Regions from separate parts of the Mus musculus genome. Here all the other regions are linked to region 1. A link is a contact called in public Hi-C and HiChIP or PLAC-seq data. All regions are on one chromosome and are shown on one strand. Each heading gives the region's core, a stretch centred on a gene start, on an enhancer-like site or on the middle of the called end of the contact. The rest is flanking DNA. Distances are from core to core; before and after follow the strand shown.

Region 1 (4,652 bases), core at 846-3,345:
CTGTTTATCTATATGAATTAGTTTTGCGTTGTTGTAATAAAATACCTTGATCAAAAGAAGTTAGGGAAGAAATTATTTTGGCTTACATGCCAGAGGGGCGGGCTACTGCCTTTCATAATAGGCAGGGGATGTGACAGCAGGAGGGTGAAGCTGGCCTGTCAGTTCGGAAGCAGTGTCTTGGTGTTTCATCCCCACACAGAAAGTAGAGAGACTAGGAAATGGGCCCAGGTAATAAGACCCCAGTCTGCCTTCAGTGACACTTCCCCAGCAAGGTTCCACATCTTAAAGGGCCCATAACCTTCCCAACTACCACTGGTTGGAGACCAGGTATTGGAAAATGTGAGGGTGTAGGGGATATTCGTACTCAGACCCCAATGCTACCTGTCTGACTGTATTTGATCTGAGAAAGCAGGGTAGAATTTGAGCCACATCTTAAGGAAGGCATTCTCTGCTATGCATGTGTCATGGTATTCGCCACTAGAGGGCAGTATGGGCTTTAGACCAAGTCCTGGATGATGTAGCAGTTTGGATGGGGATGCAAGAGAGGTTTAATGGTGATTTGAATATTGATTGCATTCTGGGAAGAGATGTGAGTGGCTTTGTGGTTAATGTGGTGCCTTTGAGTAAAACAAAGACAGTATTGTTAACTTTTAGTTCACGCTTCCTAACTTTTAATCTGGGAGGATATCTGTATGGACGGCCCCTTCTGTAACATTAAATATTTAAACATTAATGTTTAAATACTTAAAATGTTAAGTTTATAGCATTAACATCTTTAAAACGTGGCTTTAGTTTTTAATATGCATTTATATTAAGGCATGTATTTATGTATAAGTTTGCAAGTGACAGTTTTACTTGTCCATTTACAATTTTAAATAATGATAACAGACGGTTTTACTTGTCCACTGAACCAAAGAATCAACCTCCCCTCCCCTCCCCTTCCCTCCCCTCCCCTCTCCTCCCCTCCCCTTCCCCTCTCCTCCCCTCTTTTTCTGTTCCCTTTCTTTTTCCCTTCTTATTTGGAGATAAGGTCCTCTGTGGCTCAGGGAGACTTCTGAACTCCAAATCTTCCTGCCTTGCCTGCTTAGTGCTGAGATTGCTGGCGTGTGCCACCGTGCCTGGCTCAGGAGCCACTGTTTTCCTGAGCACTGAGTTACTTGTTATTCCTGGAATTCACATGTAAATATTGGATGGTAGCTGTGTGGCTTAGAGCAAGTTACTCACAGTTGTGTGCTCAGAGTTTTCGCATAGTTATACAACACTTGAGCATGAATATCCATTGAGATTATAAAACATAATAAGTATGTTCCAAAAATTGCTACTGTGGCCAGTAATAAAATAGCTTATATTTTATTGGAAGAACCAACATTATGTACCTGTTCTCTAGTAAGATGGAGATATATTGAGTGGTTGGTTAAGACTCAGATATGTATCTCCCATCTTTAAAATGTACCTCCTTTTTTTCTTGGGTCCTATAATTTGTCCAGGATTGATGTTGCATGCGTGGTGGGAGATAAAGTTAGCAACCTCTCTCTAGTCATGGTGGTTTGATGTTTGCTTTTACAAGGGGTGTTCTTTCTCATACCAGCTGGGGGGACCTCAGCCCCTCCTGTCTCTGTAGTCCTTGCAGACTGCTTTGTAATGGCTAAGAGGGAAATCTGATCCTTCACATCCTTGTAGGAGGTGGAGAGTCCTGATTTGCGTACAGCCTCAGCTTCAATAGTCAGCTAAAGTCCGTTAGAAATTGTAGAGTACAGGTGAGAACATTTGACACCAGGCTCTGCCTGTGGTGAGAGGAGCTGACCCTGCCCGTGCTGGGGGCACGCTTTCACTAATAGCTCATGGAATGTGAGCTGCTTTTACTCTTTCCCTGCTGGGGCGGTGTCAACTTGAGTGCTGCTGTAAAGAAGGTAGGGAATGCACCTTGTGTTTTAGTATTTTTTCCACTCTGTGTCTTATAAAAGGAAGAAATTCTCGCATTCAATTCAGAGCTCAGAGGCTGTCTGACAGTGGCCTCTGGGCCCAGCAGTCACCTGAGGGGAGTGAACCACGGAGCCCTCAGCTTCCCGGTACTGACTAGGCAGTTACTGGTGACCTCATCTCCAGGCCGCCAGGTGGGGAGGGCCCCACAGCTTTGCAGAGCTCTTGGACCACTTCCTTCCTCTTGGCCTCTCTGCTTTTGATCCTGCCTGGTGTGAGAGCAGAGGCTGCACTGCACGTTTGGGCGCTTCAGGAACGTGGAGAAGAGGGAAGACCCAAGGGTGGCAGGCAGGAAAAGCTGCTTTTCAATTCTCTTTCTGGGGCCCCTGTGAACAGACTTCTTTCCAAGTAATGAAACAGCCAGGCCAGATGCCCCAGCCAGAGCAGAGTGCTTCAGGACAGCACAGCATGGGTCGTTTTCTCAGTCTCTGCTCCTAGTATCACCATGAAACTCCAACCGCAAAACCTACATAGTGCTTGTTTATGATGGTTTCATACCAGTTTGTGCTCAAAGTTTAGAGTTCTTAGGTAACAGAAGTCTCAAGTTCAGCATGTCCTGTACTTACCTGAGTCCACCCGGTTTAGGCATTGTGCTTGATTACTGTCACCAGAAATAGGAGGGCTTTGTTTCTTTCTTGGCTGTGCTTGGGCACAGTTACCTTTCTCAGACGCCTGCTCTGTGATGTCAGGGGCTGTGCCTTATGCCTTCCATCACATCCTTAGTCCCTGGCCTCATGCCTGCCACATCATTCCAAGGATGTGGGTGTGTTTTCTTACTTTGGGCTTCTGAGCTCACTGAAAGGCTGCTGGTATGGTGACAGGGAGGAGGATATACCACTAGGATTTGTCTTGAAGGAGAGGGGTTCACGGATTCATGAAAGGTGTATTACAGTTGGTGTACAGTCAGACAAGAGAGGAAGGTATTTGCAAGTGGAGGCAGGGGCATGGCTGACAGGAAGCCCCTCAGCTGTGAAATCAGCAGGCTTTGAGGTACCTGTGGATAATTTGCTTACATTTATAAAAGGGCATGTCATTGCTAGATGACATAAGATGTTGTGAACCCATTATTAGTGCAGCATTAAGTATTCATAGTGCCTCTCATGTAACTAGGCACTTAATAGCAATAGCTACTTAATGTAAGGAAAACAAGTCCATATAAGTATAAGCCAAGGAGGTACCATCAAGTATGTCAGTCAGTTTTCCATTGCTGGGACAGAATACTTAACTGAGGGAAGATTTATTTTGGATCATTATATTGTAGAGGTTTTACCCCATGGTTACTGGGCCTGATGTCTCTGGGTCTATAGTGGATATGAATAATCATGGAGGGGAGTATGTGGTATGCTGATGGAGAGCAGAAGGAGAAGAGGGGAGGGGGAAGGTAGAGAGAGGGGGGAAGAAGGGAGAAAGAGGGGGAAGTCCACATTCTAACCACCTAACAGTGGGGTTGAGTATGCGCCCTTTGTAATAGTATTTCAGTGTCATTGGAGTTCAGTGGTCTCTCTCTCTCTCTCTTTCTCTCTCTCTCTCCCTCCTTCCTTCCTTCCTTCTCCCTCTTTCTTTCTTTCTTTCTTTCTTTCTTTCTTTCTTTCTTTCTTTCTTCCTTTCTTTCTTTAATGTATGTGAGTACACTGTCGCTGTCTTCAGACACACCAGAAGAGGGCATCAGATCCCATTACCAGATGGTTGTGTGCCACCATGTGGTTGCTAGGAATTGAACTCAGGACCTCTGGAAGAGCAGTCAGTGCTCTTAACCGCTGAGCCATCTCTCTAGCCCCCAGTGGTCATTATCTTTAAGGAAACTCTAGTTCTCTTGGAATTGTTTCACATTCAGCTGTATTTTGAGTGTTTTCCTCCCCTGCTTGAGTTAAAGTGATTTGAAAGCACTCTGCTAGTAAAACTTGGGAACAAAGCTTTAAGGATTAGGCAGTCCTTTGCTTGCATTAACGTGATATTGTTGGTACATTTCTCTTGGTCATTAGGTTGCCCCCAATGATGAAGCTGTGGTGACATTGTTATGTGAATGGGCTGTAAGCTGCAAAAGGTCTGGTAAGCACAGGGCCATGGCTGTGGCGAAACTCTTGGAGAAAAGGCAAGCGGAGATTGAGGCAGAGGTGGGTCTGTTTTTCTTCTTTTATGCATGACATAGTTAAATATGCTGTGGTGAGAAGAGATATCTTCCTCTTTACCTTTATTCCATTAGCTTTCTTTGTCTTGAGAAAGGTGTGCAAAGGACATATAGTCTTCTTAAGACTCATAGTAGGATCTAAGTAGACATGGATTTAACATTTAGATAAGAAAAAAGAAACCCAACTTTGTGAGACAGAGATTCATAAAACAGCAATAAATGTATGTAAACTTGTATATAGTGTAAACCAATTTTCTGACATTTTGAAGCCACCTCATGAATTAGTAGACTCTATTTTCTAGAGACAGGATTATGAGATTGTAGATATCAATTTGAATTATCATTTTGGGATTATGATTTAGTTCTAGATAGAATCATTAAAGCCCCAAAAACCCATAGCCAATATTTGTCAATGTTAGCTACTGTTGAAGGGGAATTTTCTAAGTGAACCTTCTTTCTTTGCTGTTTTTTGTTTTTTAAGATTGGGCTTCTTTATGTCGCCCTGGCTGCCCAGGAACTTGCTTTGTAGACCAGGCTGGCCTCA
Region 2 (4,652 bases), core at 1,099-3,598, 230 kb after region 1:
CCCAATACCATCAGTTAAGTGTGGTGACAACTTTGTGTGCATTCCTGTGTCATTTGTGGTCTGGGAAGAAAGGGCAACTAGTGGTAGCCTCTGTCCTTTCTGGGGAAATTTGTGTGGTGTCTCAAGCTTGGTCATAAGTGTAGTTCTTGACTTATAATCCTTTAAAGGTTCGTGTGTTTAAATGACTATTAACTCTGTTTGATAGATGTAGAATGAAGCTCCTTCCAACATTCAAGAAAATAATATCCATACTGTGTAACTAAGTCTATTCTTTTCATCTTATGCTGTCTTAATTGGGTGACTTAAAATGCACTCGTTCTTGGGGGAAGATTATGTTGTATTCCATTTTGCCTTTCAAAAAACATACATGATAGCAGCATTAGTTAAGAACTGCTGTGACTTTTGACCAGCAGCCACAGACAAAAGTTTTATACTGGTCTTTCTCGGGGAATTCGTGCTCTGTTATGAGAAATTGAGATCGATAGTTCTAAGAGTGCCCTTAGGATTCAGTAGCCAAATGACACAGCTCCCACCTGTATCATGAGAATATTGGTAGTAAAGGGTCATAGGTCTTTATTATTCATAGTCTAAATTCAAATATCTCTGAAAATTCAAGATTAAACATCCAAAGCTGAGGAGAAGGGACATCCAGCTCTCTCTCTCTATGCATTCTCTGGAAGGGGGCTGTGTGGATGAATGTTTGCAGAAATGCAGTGTGTGTGGAGAAGGGTTCAGCCCTACATGACGTGATGAGAGCTAACATACTAACTTCCATGTTGACACACACTAAACATGAAAGCACCTGTACCAAAAGCTTTGTTAACATCATTGTTCGTCAGAATCAAGCGCCAGAGTGTATACCTATAATGCCCACAATAGTTCATGGCACATAGCAAGACTTGTTAAATAGGATTCTAAGCATTGAAATGGTTGAATTAAAAAGAAAACACGTGCCTTCCTGAATTTTCCACACAGAGGAATGATTGTTGTTCTGTTTTCCCAGACCTGTATGTGGAGAGGGTTGGTGCTGGCAATGGCTTATCATCTTTGTGTGCCATTACACATGGAAGAGTCATCTTGGCAATGCTGTCTAAAGTTAGAGTTTTCTGCTAAATCTGAATTTCAGGCAAGCAGTTAGCAAAAGTGTTACGTCAAATTTTCTGTTGGGTTACTTGGACTAAATTCAGTATTTGTCACGTGAAATATTAAATATTAGTAAAATAAAAAATTCCTTGTTACTTGTCTGAAATTCACATTTAGCTATGCATTCTGTATTTGAATTTCCTATATGACTTAACAGTCCTGGGCAGCTTTTAGTCATACTGAGGACCTCCAAGGAAGAGGGAATCATGTTGCATTCACATTGAGAATGGTCTTATTAAAAACTCGTTAGGGATGTGAAGCAGATTAAGGACAAGCAATGCAGATGTGTTACAGGCACAGCACAGACCTCTCAGCCTAGTGTGGTGAGAAGAGGGGAGGTGGAGAGAGCCCAGTTACCTGAGGGAAGAGCTCAGGCACGGCTGCCTTGGATGCACTAGGCTGGCAGAGAGCCACTGTGGAAGAAGCTGGCAAAAATAAAGAAAACTCCTTACCATGCTCCTCCCTGGCCTAGGTCAGCTCTCACTTTCTATCTCTGGAGATGCTCTCTAGGGTGCTGTGACAGCCTGGTTATTGTGTTCCATACAGGCAGATGGCACAGACTGAGGTTAACAGGAAACAACCAGTTCTTTGTGTATGACTAAGAGATGCTCGTATCAGAGCATCCCAGTTGTTTCTAAGTCGCAAGAAGACAGCTGAGGAGTAGAGAAAGGAAAGAAAGAGAGGCAGTCCGACACCTGCAGTTAGGAAGTGTCCTAGTATCATTGGTGATTCTAATCAAAAACAGCTTTGCTTCTAGCAGACACTGATCAGTCAGTCTCCCCATGCTCCTCAAACATCAGCTGCAGTTCCTTGTGTGGTACTTCCAGGTCCCCTCAGACAGGGCTAGGAGAAAACTCCTTAAAATGTGAGTGTTCTTGTGTATGGCCCAGCTCACCCTGCCATGGCTGTCAGGTGGAGGTCAGATGTTCCACAAACCCATGCTCTATCTCACAGGCTCTGCTCTGCCCTGCCCATGGGGTCTGTTGGCATTGGACAGATCTCCACAGCAGAGAGCTTTCATCTTGTCAGAGAGGTCCTTGGATGAGTGGGCTACCTCTGTAGTGAGCACTTCTTCATGGAAACTCTAAAGATAAATGCCAAGCAAGTACCTGCGGGAAGCACTGTTTGGCCAGCTGTACCGTAGGCAAAACCAGACGTATCCAAACTGAGCATGTGAACGTGCCTTAGCCAGCCCCGAGGTACAGCCTGTGCCTTGTGGAGCACGAGTGGCTGACTCATCCTTCCCCTTGTTGCAATTACAGTTCCCCAGGCAAGGCTTGCAGCAGACCCAGCAACAGCAACAGACAGCCGCCCTGGTGCGACAGCTCCAAAAGCAGCTTTCTAGTAAGTACCTATCTCACACTGAGCCAGGGGAGTCTGGGAGTCAGCGACAAGCCCGGCATAGTAGGCTCTTCAGAAATCACACTGTGTCCTCTGAAACATTTTTAAAGACTTTTTCATTGAAATAGAGCTCCATCACTTTCCTTCCTCGCTTTCTTCTGTCTCCTCTCTCAGCTACTCTCCATTAAACCCCTCCTAGACCTCCACTGTCCACTCCTCCTCTTTTATTTGACTACTTTTGTTACATACATACATGCATACATACATACACATATACATACATACATATACAGATGCATACATTCATTTATTCATACATGCATGCATACACACACATATATCCATGCATGCACACATATGTGCACACATACATATATGCATAATATATGCATACATGCATGCATACATACATACATTTTTTTTTCATGTTTGGCTTGGTCTGAGGTATTTCACTTTGTCTTAGTTTGATTAGTTTTGGACTTACCTTTTTCTTCCCCTGGAAAAGCCACATTTTTCCCCTTAAATTCAGTATTTTCCTGTTGTTTTATGTGACTTTCCCAAAGCACACCCAACCCCCTTTTGTTGGTTTTATTTTATGGTGCTGAGGATAGAACCCAAGGCTTCCTGTGTTCCAGACATGTGTTCTACTGCTTAACCTCAACTCCATGCCCGGGTCTTGTTTTTATAGAGCTAGAAATGTTTAAGGAGAAACTCATCCCATGACCTTGACTTAGATCACCCCTATACCAGTATCTCAGGATAGAATCGTTTTAGAGATGGAGTGAGTCCCTTGTGTGGTGAAACATAGTGGCCTGGAGTCACAAGACCTGATTTCTTTGCCAAGGTGGCCATTATTGGCTAGGTCACGTTTTCCCACCTATGAAAGTATAGGAGACACGTTTTCCCGTGGCTTTCAGATTCAGTGTTTCTGAGTTACAGGGTGGAGTCTGCTGCATGTTGAAACAGTGATGTGGCATCCATTTGTGGCTGAGGGGTAGCTTTTTGCATGACTGCTTTGCATGTGGGAATCTTGACAGAGAGAATTGCCCCCCACCTCCCTCCACACTCCTTGGTGTCTCTGCCAGTCATATCTTAATTTTTCTTTATTTTATTTTGTTTTTGTTTTTGGTCTTTAACATATAATGTACACTTGTCTGTGTCTTTATGTAACACATCACCATGTTCCATGAATACATACATGAGATTTTTCTTTAATTTCCAAACCTGAAATATGTGTGTATGTTTTCATGTAGCCTCAGTTAATTTTGGTTACGTGAAGTAAGATCAATTTTTTTCCTAGCTGTTTTTTTTAAGTAGGTATACTCTATTAAATAATCTGTGATTAAAACAATGAAATACGACGATATTTTTGAGTTAAAATTCTTGCAGAGAATATAACCTGAAGGCTTGGCCTTATAGTGTTTATAAATCAGCACTGAGGAGTCCTGTATTGCAGACTTATCTGAAGAGCATGTCAGCTTGCTCTGCTGTCCCCAGAGTGTCAAGAGCTGGAATACAGCTCTTGGACACTGTGAGTCAATCTATCTAATCCCGAGGCATTGTGTGGGCAGCTGTGGGTCTCTCCTGTAGACTTGGCCCCTCTACAGAATACATTTGGTCACATTACATGGTTATTGGCCCCAGGGTCTAGCCTGTTGCTCTGTCCTCCCATACCTGGGGCTGTTACTGAGAGGCCCGCCAGAGAGAAGGTGTTATCTGCAGCACCAGTTCACATCTGTAACTGTTGTGTTTGCTTTCCCCTTAGGTAACCAGCCACAGCAAGGAGTGACTCCCTGTGCACACCCTTCACACTTTTGAATCGGAAAGAGAAGACATGAAGTTTATGTTTGCACTGAAAAACAGAAAATCAAATTTAGTAGTCCTCATAAGACGTCTCCTTTGGTCTTTGGTTATTTATGTTTTCCTATATTTTATGCTACATTTCATGCAGAAGTATTTAAATAAGTAAAGGAGTCATGGTTTGGTTTTATCAGATTTAAAATAGGTTTTAAAATGTGGATCATACAGGCCTACTCCAGATAGTGTGGTAGCAGACCTTTTGAAACTGGTGCTTTTTTATCTCATATTTACATAAAGAATGAATTATGGTAGGTTTAAATATTTATGTATTCATTAACGATTTTTTTTAAACCTGTGGTGGACCAAAC
Region 3 (4,652 bases), core at 1,513-4,012, 150 kb after region 1:
CTTCCCTAAGTATGGTGTACTATTGGGATGGGGCTGTCTTGAGTTGTTATTGGTACATGGATCTTTTATCTCTCACCATCCCTGTTAGGATCTCCGTAGGCCTCTGTAAATACTTGGAACATGAAGAATTAGCAGAGGGGTAGAGAAAGATAAGTCAACAGGATATGCAAATATGTGTATTATTTCTAGCACTGTATATATATAAAAAAATAAAACTAGGGTAACTGAGTTGGGGCCTGAAGGCAAGTGTGTACTTCAAGGAAATATAAAACCTGACAGAATTGGAGAGTGGACATGGTGCTTCCTCAGCTGCAGAAGCATGGTACTGATAACTGTGTTCACAGGACACACAGAGTTCTACCAGTGAGTGTCACTGTGGCTCCCCCACTTCTGAAGGGTTCGTTCTATAGTTGCAGCCATCAGTAATGGTGAACATATGCAATCCATTTTCCCTGGGAGGAGTTCTTTAGGATAAGAGGTGATGCCTTTTAGAGGGCTTTATACAAAGAATGACAAAGGGGGAGGTATATTGAAAGGTCCAACAGAAAAGTAAATAACTTTGCTCAGAAAATGGAAAACAAAAGATCCCAGGGAGAGATTAGCACTGAGAGATTTAAGGCAGTCATAAGAGTGAGGCTCTGCCTTGGATACTTACATTTGGCTAAAGGTAAATGGAGTTCTGTGTTGGATTCCTGCCCATTACTCAGGTCATTTATTTTCACACAAGGAAAAAAAGGAGTGCTTGCATTTGCAGTGATCATTAGAGGAGACCGAGGTCTAAAACCTCACTCGATCATCTCCGATTCTGAATTCCTAGCCACTTAGCTCACGCCTAGTGATCCCAACACTTTGCTTTTTGTCATCTGGAAATAAATACTAATATACCTTATACGGTCATGTTGACGTAAGTGTCGTACATTTTTTTTCTGAAGATGCTTGAAGGTCCTAGCAAGATATTTTTTTTCCTAATTATAAAACACATGCTAATGCCATATATCTAAGACCAAGCTCACTAAGGAAATGGCATTTTCCTTAAGGACATAGTAACATCATCTTATGCCATGGTCAAATTTAGACGACAGCGACAACAAAAAGTCTTTGAACAGCCAGAACTTACTCTGTAGGGTACGCCCACATCAAGTGCTTCAGGTCGGGTAGCACGTTATTATTTTACTTTAGCATGTTCCAAACTGGAAAAACAGGGGTGGTGCCGGTGAAGGTGAGTTGCCAAGCAGGTAGATGCCACCCCTGCAAGCAGGCATGGAAAGGATGTGATTAGTGTGGTGCAGGAGAAGAAAATGTACCCCCAGCTCTGCAAACTGGTTTCAGGGGCTGTTGCTGTTTTTCAGGATGAATCTTCAAGTCATGAATGTAACCAGCGCACAATCCTTCTCTATGGAGTCGGAAAAGAGCGTGATGAAGCCAGGCATCAGCTGAAGAAGATTACCAAAGATATCCTCAAAATCCTGAACAAGAAGGGCACCACAGAATCAGGGGGTAAGGCGCCTCAGTGCCCTGGCTCCCATTGCGTTTGTGCTCCCTCTGCCCACAGGCCTTATCAGAGCGCTCCATGTCACTGTCCCCAGTGTTTCCTCTCATGAATGACTGTCACACTGAAATATGAATAGGCACATTTACACTCTAAGGCCTTGCGTTCATTATTAGTAGCATTCGCATTGACCGCCTTTTGTAGGGAGATACAGGTGAGATTTGTACTTTGTCATCTGGGTGCCAAGCTTTCTATGGTCATTGCTGTGGGTGATGTTCTGAGTGACGAGGAGGAGAAATACTCTGCCTGCAAACAGCCAGTTCACCTTTCCTTTGCACCATTTGTTTTTGCTCTGTGTTTCACATGAGTGGCAGGTCATCATATAGATGCTGATTCCACATTAGCCAAAACCTAATTGCCATAGTAGCCATGGCTAAGTCTGTCACCACAGAAAAGTGAAAGAGGCAATTTGATCTTTTTGACTTGGAATTTTCTTTCCCTGTTCTTCTCACATGTTTTTGTTGTTGTTGTTGTTGTTTCTTTCAGAGCTTGGCCCTCATAGTGCGTCATTGTGTTGCATAATTGAAGTCCTATAATTATCTATTATCTATTATCATATTTGCCTAGTTACTCTCTTTAAGGTTTACGTCATTTCATAATCATGGTTTAAAACATGGCATCATTTTCTACCTTAGCCCTGCCACTGCTCGCTCCCTCTCTAGCATGGTCATTCCTATGAAGGAGGACAGGGTTGCGTTTGCCCTATGTTCACAGCTGGTTTTCCTACTTGAGTAGAAACCCCTAGGAACCTTTCCATTTTTATGACGTTAATGGGGTGCATTATTAGGGCTTGTTTGTGTATGCTAGATTTTTTCCCTACAGGTGGAAACAATTGTAACTTTTGTCTGCCATCAGCATGGGTAAGCCTACCTGAGCGCAGGCTGTCTGCTGGATGGGCTTTGGAGAACACTGTGGGGAAGTTGCCCTCATGTGATCTGTCTCCACCCCTGGCTCCCTTCCCTTGCCTGTTTAGGACCTTCAATATGCCAGCGCCACAAGAAGCAACCAAGAGCCGAGAAAGGGAAATGAAACTGTCTTCTGTTGGCTTCTTCTCATTGAGCTTGAAAAAGAAACTGCTCTGTCTAAGAAAACTCTCCTTGTGCTATTTTTTTTCTCCCTCAGAGAAAACAGGAAATAAGTTGCGATAGAAGCCTGAATATGGAAGGCTCACAAGTCCCTAGCCAAGGGCATTTGAAGTAGCTTTCGGGGGAGTTGGAATGCGGTGGGAGGTGCTGATGTCTATAAGAGGCACAGTCACGCTTAATTCATCTAAATTAGTGTAGAGGGCCTTTGCAGATTTCTGAAGTTTATGGTGGAGAAAGACCAAAGGAAGTGGGAAGGGGAAAGAAGCAGTCTTGCTGTCAAGCTTCCTTCCTTCCTTCCTTCCTTCACAGTTTTGCTTTAATGCCAAACTAGTCTTGTTTTGTCTTTGTGCCAACCCCTTAAGTAGATATTCTTCCGTATGGACTACAAAAGAGATATTCACTGTGCGGGCTTTCAAAGTATTAGTCACACAAACACCACTTCAAACTGACATCTTCCTCGATTTAATCTCAGCCACAGTGCACAGCCACTTGGTAAACAGTCTTCATTTTAAGTTATTATTTAAGACTTTGTATACAAGAAGTTAGCCAACTGTATTTGAGGCTACAGGAAACTTGTATACACACACACACACACACACACACACACACACACACACAACTACTTTACTTAGCAATGTGAAGATTGGAAAGGAAAAAAGGAAACTATCCCTTGGACTAGCATGTGCTTTAATGTTGAGAAAACAAAAATTAGACTTTTGAAGAACCCTTTAGGACACTTACAGAACCAGCCAGTCTTCCCCTAGGGGATTTGTAACTGGAAGTCTGTTGTTATGTTTTGTCTCTTTTTGAGATGGAGTCTTCTGTTTTCCAGGCAGGCTGGAATTTGAGGGATGAACCCGAAAGTCTCTTCCCCCTGCTTCTGTCTCCCATGTGCTAGGATTATGGGCTCCCACCACCATGCCTGTTTATGTGCTGCTAAGGGTTGACCTCAGGCCTGTGTGATGCTAAGCAGACAGTCTGCTGCCTGAGCAACCTCTGCTCCCCTAACTTAAAGCTTAAACACTATTTCCAGTTAAACAGCCAAATTTCATGTCAACTTCACTATAACATTGTCTAAAAAGGCCAATACTTTCAGAATTTAAAGGCTTAATTTTTTTATGTAAAAATTAAGTATTGAAAGAGCAGTGGTGCATGCCAGGAAAACAAGGAAACGGGCAAAAGAATAAAACAATACAAAACAAAACCTCTTTATATCCCCAGTGTATTGTTACTTATGCAAACGACACTGAAATCTTTCATTTCAAAGCATCATTAGTTATCAGTGGTTTCCTTTCTAGGTTACAAGACCCAGTTATATCAAGTTGAGCTTTTATGACCTTACATGTTCAGTAATGGAACCTGTTTATACAAATGAGCAAAGGAAAATGCACTTGGGAGTTCTGAGCTAGGCCTACTTCCCCAAGTCTTCTGTGTTTATTTCGATCCAAGGGAGACTAAATGATTAATATGAACACAAGACAGTAGTAGGTTGGACCCTTTCAGTTTTGGAGCAATGATTCTAGGGAATTGAAAACTAAGTCAAAACTTGGGTATCTCAACTATACTTATGATACATATAAGAGCAGTGAGAGAGAAGGCCTCATCCCACGTTTAACTTGTGCTTATGAGAATAGATGCTGGAAGAGAAGGAGGTCTAATGACAGAAGGAAGTTTTTGTCATGTGTTTTACCAGCACTTCCTTAATGTATGTGAGCATGGAGGGTCAGAAAACAAACTCAAATGTCATTCTTCTAGTGTCCTCCACTGTGTTGTTTGTACTTTGAAACAGGGTCTTTTATTGGCTTGTAACTCAGCGAAGCATGACTTGTCCCATCTCTGCCTCCCAGGGGCTGTGATCGCAGGCCGGTGTCACTACGCCTAGCTTTTTTTTTTTTTTTTTTTTTTTTAAAACATGGGTTCTGGATTCCGCACTCAGAGCCTCATGCTTGCAGGGCAAGCCATTTGCTAACCGTGCTATCTCCCCTGCCCAGTACCAGCTCTTTTTACTACTCTGTTCA

Evidence for each region. HiChIP or PLAC-seq counts read pairs in DNA pulled down with a chosen protein or histone mark. A called contact is a pair of places that touch in the nucleus more often than the background predicts.
Region 2: a Hi-C map of granulocyte-monocyte progenitors shows a contact between it and region 1, with 4 times the contacts expected there. The contact joins two enhancer-like sites. A contact is called at or near these places in 3 of 15 datasets of contacts at CTCF or cohesin (CD8 T cells, the NIH/3T3 cell line and pro-B cells), 28 of 484 Hi-C or Micro-C datasets (B cells, the Ba/F3 cell line, the C10 cell line and 20 more), 5 of 115 datasets of contacts at active chromatin or transcription factors (the 230-238 cell line, T-cell acute lymphoblastic leukemia, bone marrow-derived dendritic cells and 2 more) and 1 of 9 other capture datasets (embryonic stem cells).
Region 3: a CTCF HiChIP or PLAC-seq map of CD8 T cells shows a contact between it and region 1, with 28 read pairs. The contact joins two enhancer-like sites. A contact is called at or near these places in 1 of 39 promoter capture datasets (the HPC-7 cell line), 1 of 15 datasets of contacts at CTCF or cohesin (CD8 T cells), 3 of 484 Hi-C or Micro-C datasets (Th1 cells, Th2 cells and pro-B cells), 2 of 115 datasets of contacts at active chromatin or transcription factors (CD8 T cells and effector CD8 T cells) and 3 of 9 other capture datasets (adipose tissue, embryonic stem cells and liver).

Annotation. Positions count from the first base shown.
Region 1 is chr3:59,078,991-59,083,642 of GRCm38.p6, forward strand. It overlaps Med12l (mediator complex subunit 12-like), which reads left to right. Exons shown (of 44, transcript NM_177855.3): 11 at 3,963-4,094. Among named protein-coding and RNA genes, the nearest start is that of Gpr171, 21 kb to the right of the region's middle. Within about 2 kb of position 2,096, at least 80 of the 459 cell types and tissues checked have an H3K27ac peak or open chromatin away from gene starts, as enhancers often do. A contact at or near this core is called in CD8 T cells, Th1 cells, Th2 cells and 3 more, where this site is marked.
Region 2 is chr3:59,310,448-59,315,099 of GRCm38.p6, forward strand. It overlaps Med12l (mediator complex subunit 12-like), which reads left to right. Exons shown (of 44, transcript NM_177855.3): 43 at 2,406-2,487; 44 at 4,250-4,652. The coding sequence ends at 4,302. Among named protein-coding and RNA genes, the nearest start is that of Igsf10, 31 kb to the right of the region's middle. Within about 2 kb of position 2,349, at least 83 of the 459 cell types and tissues checked have an H3K27ac peak or open chromatin away from gene starts, as enhancers often do. A contact at or near this core is called in CD8 T cells, granulocyte-monocyte progenitors and memory CD8 T cells, where this site is marked.
Region 3 is chr3:59,226,334-59,230,985 of GRCm38.p6, forward strand. It overlaps Med12l (mediator complex subunit 12-like), which reads left to right. Exons shown (of 44, transcript NM_177855.3): 16 at 1,350-1,497. P2ry12 (purinergic receptor P2Y, G-protein coupled 12) reads right to left here. Exons shown (of 5, transcript NM_001357008.1): 2 at 1,118-1,248. Among named protein-coding and RNA genes, the nearest start is that of P2ry13, 18 kb to the left of the region's middle. Within about 2 kb of position 2,763, at least 142 of the 459 cell types and tissues checked have an H3K27ac peak or open chromatin away from gene starts, as enhancers often do. A contact at or near this core is called in CD8 T cells, Th1 cells, Th2 cells and 1 more, where this site is marked.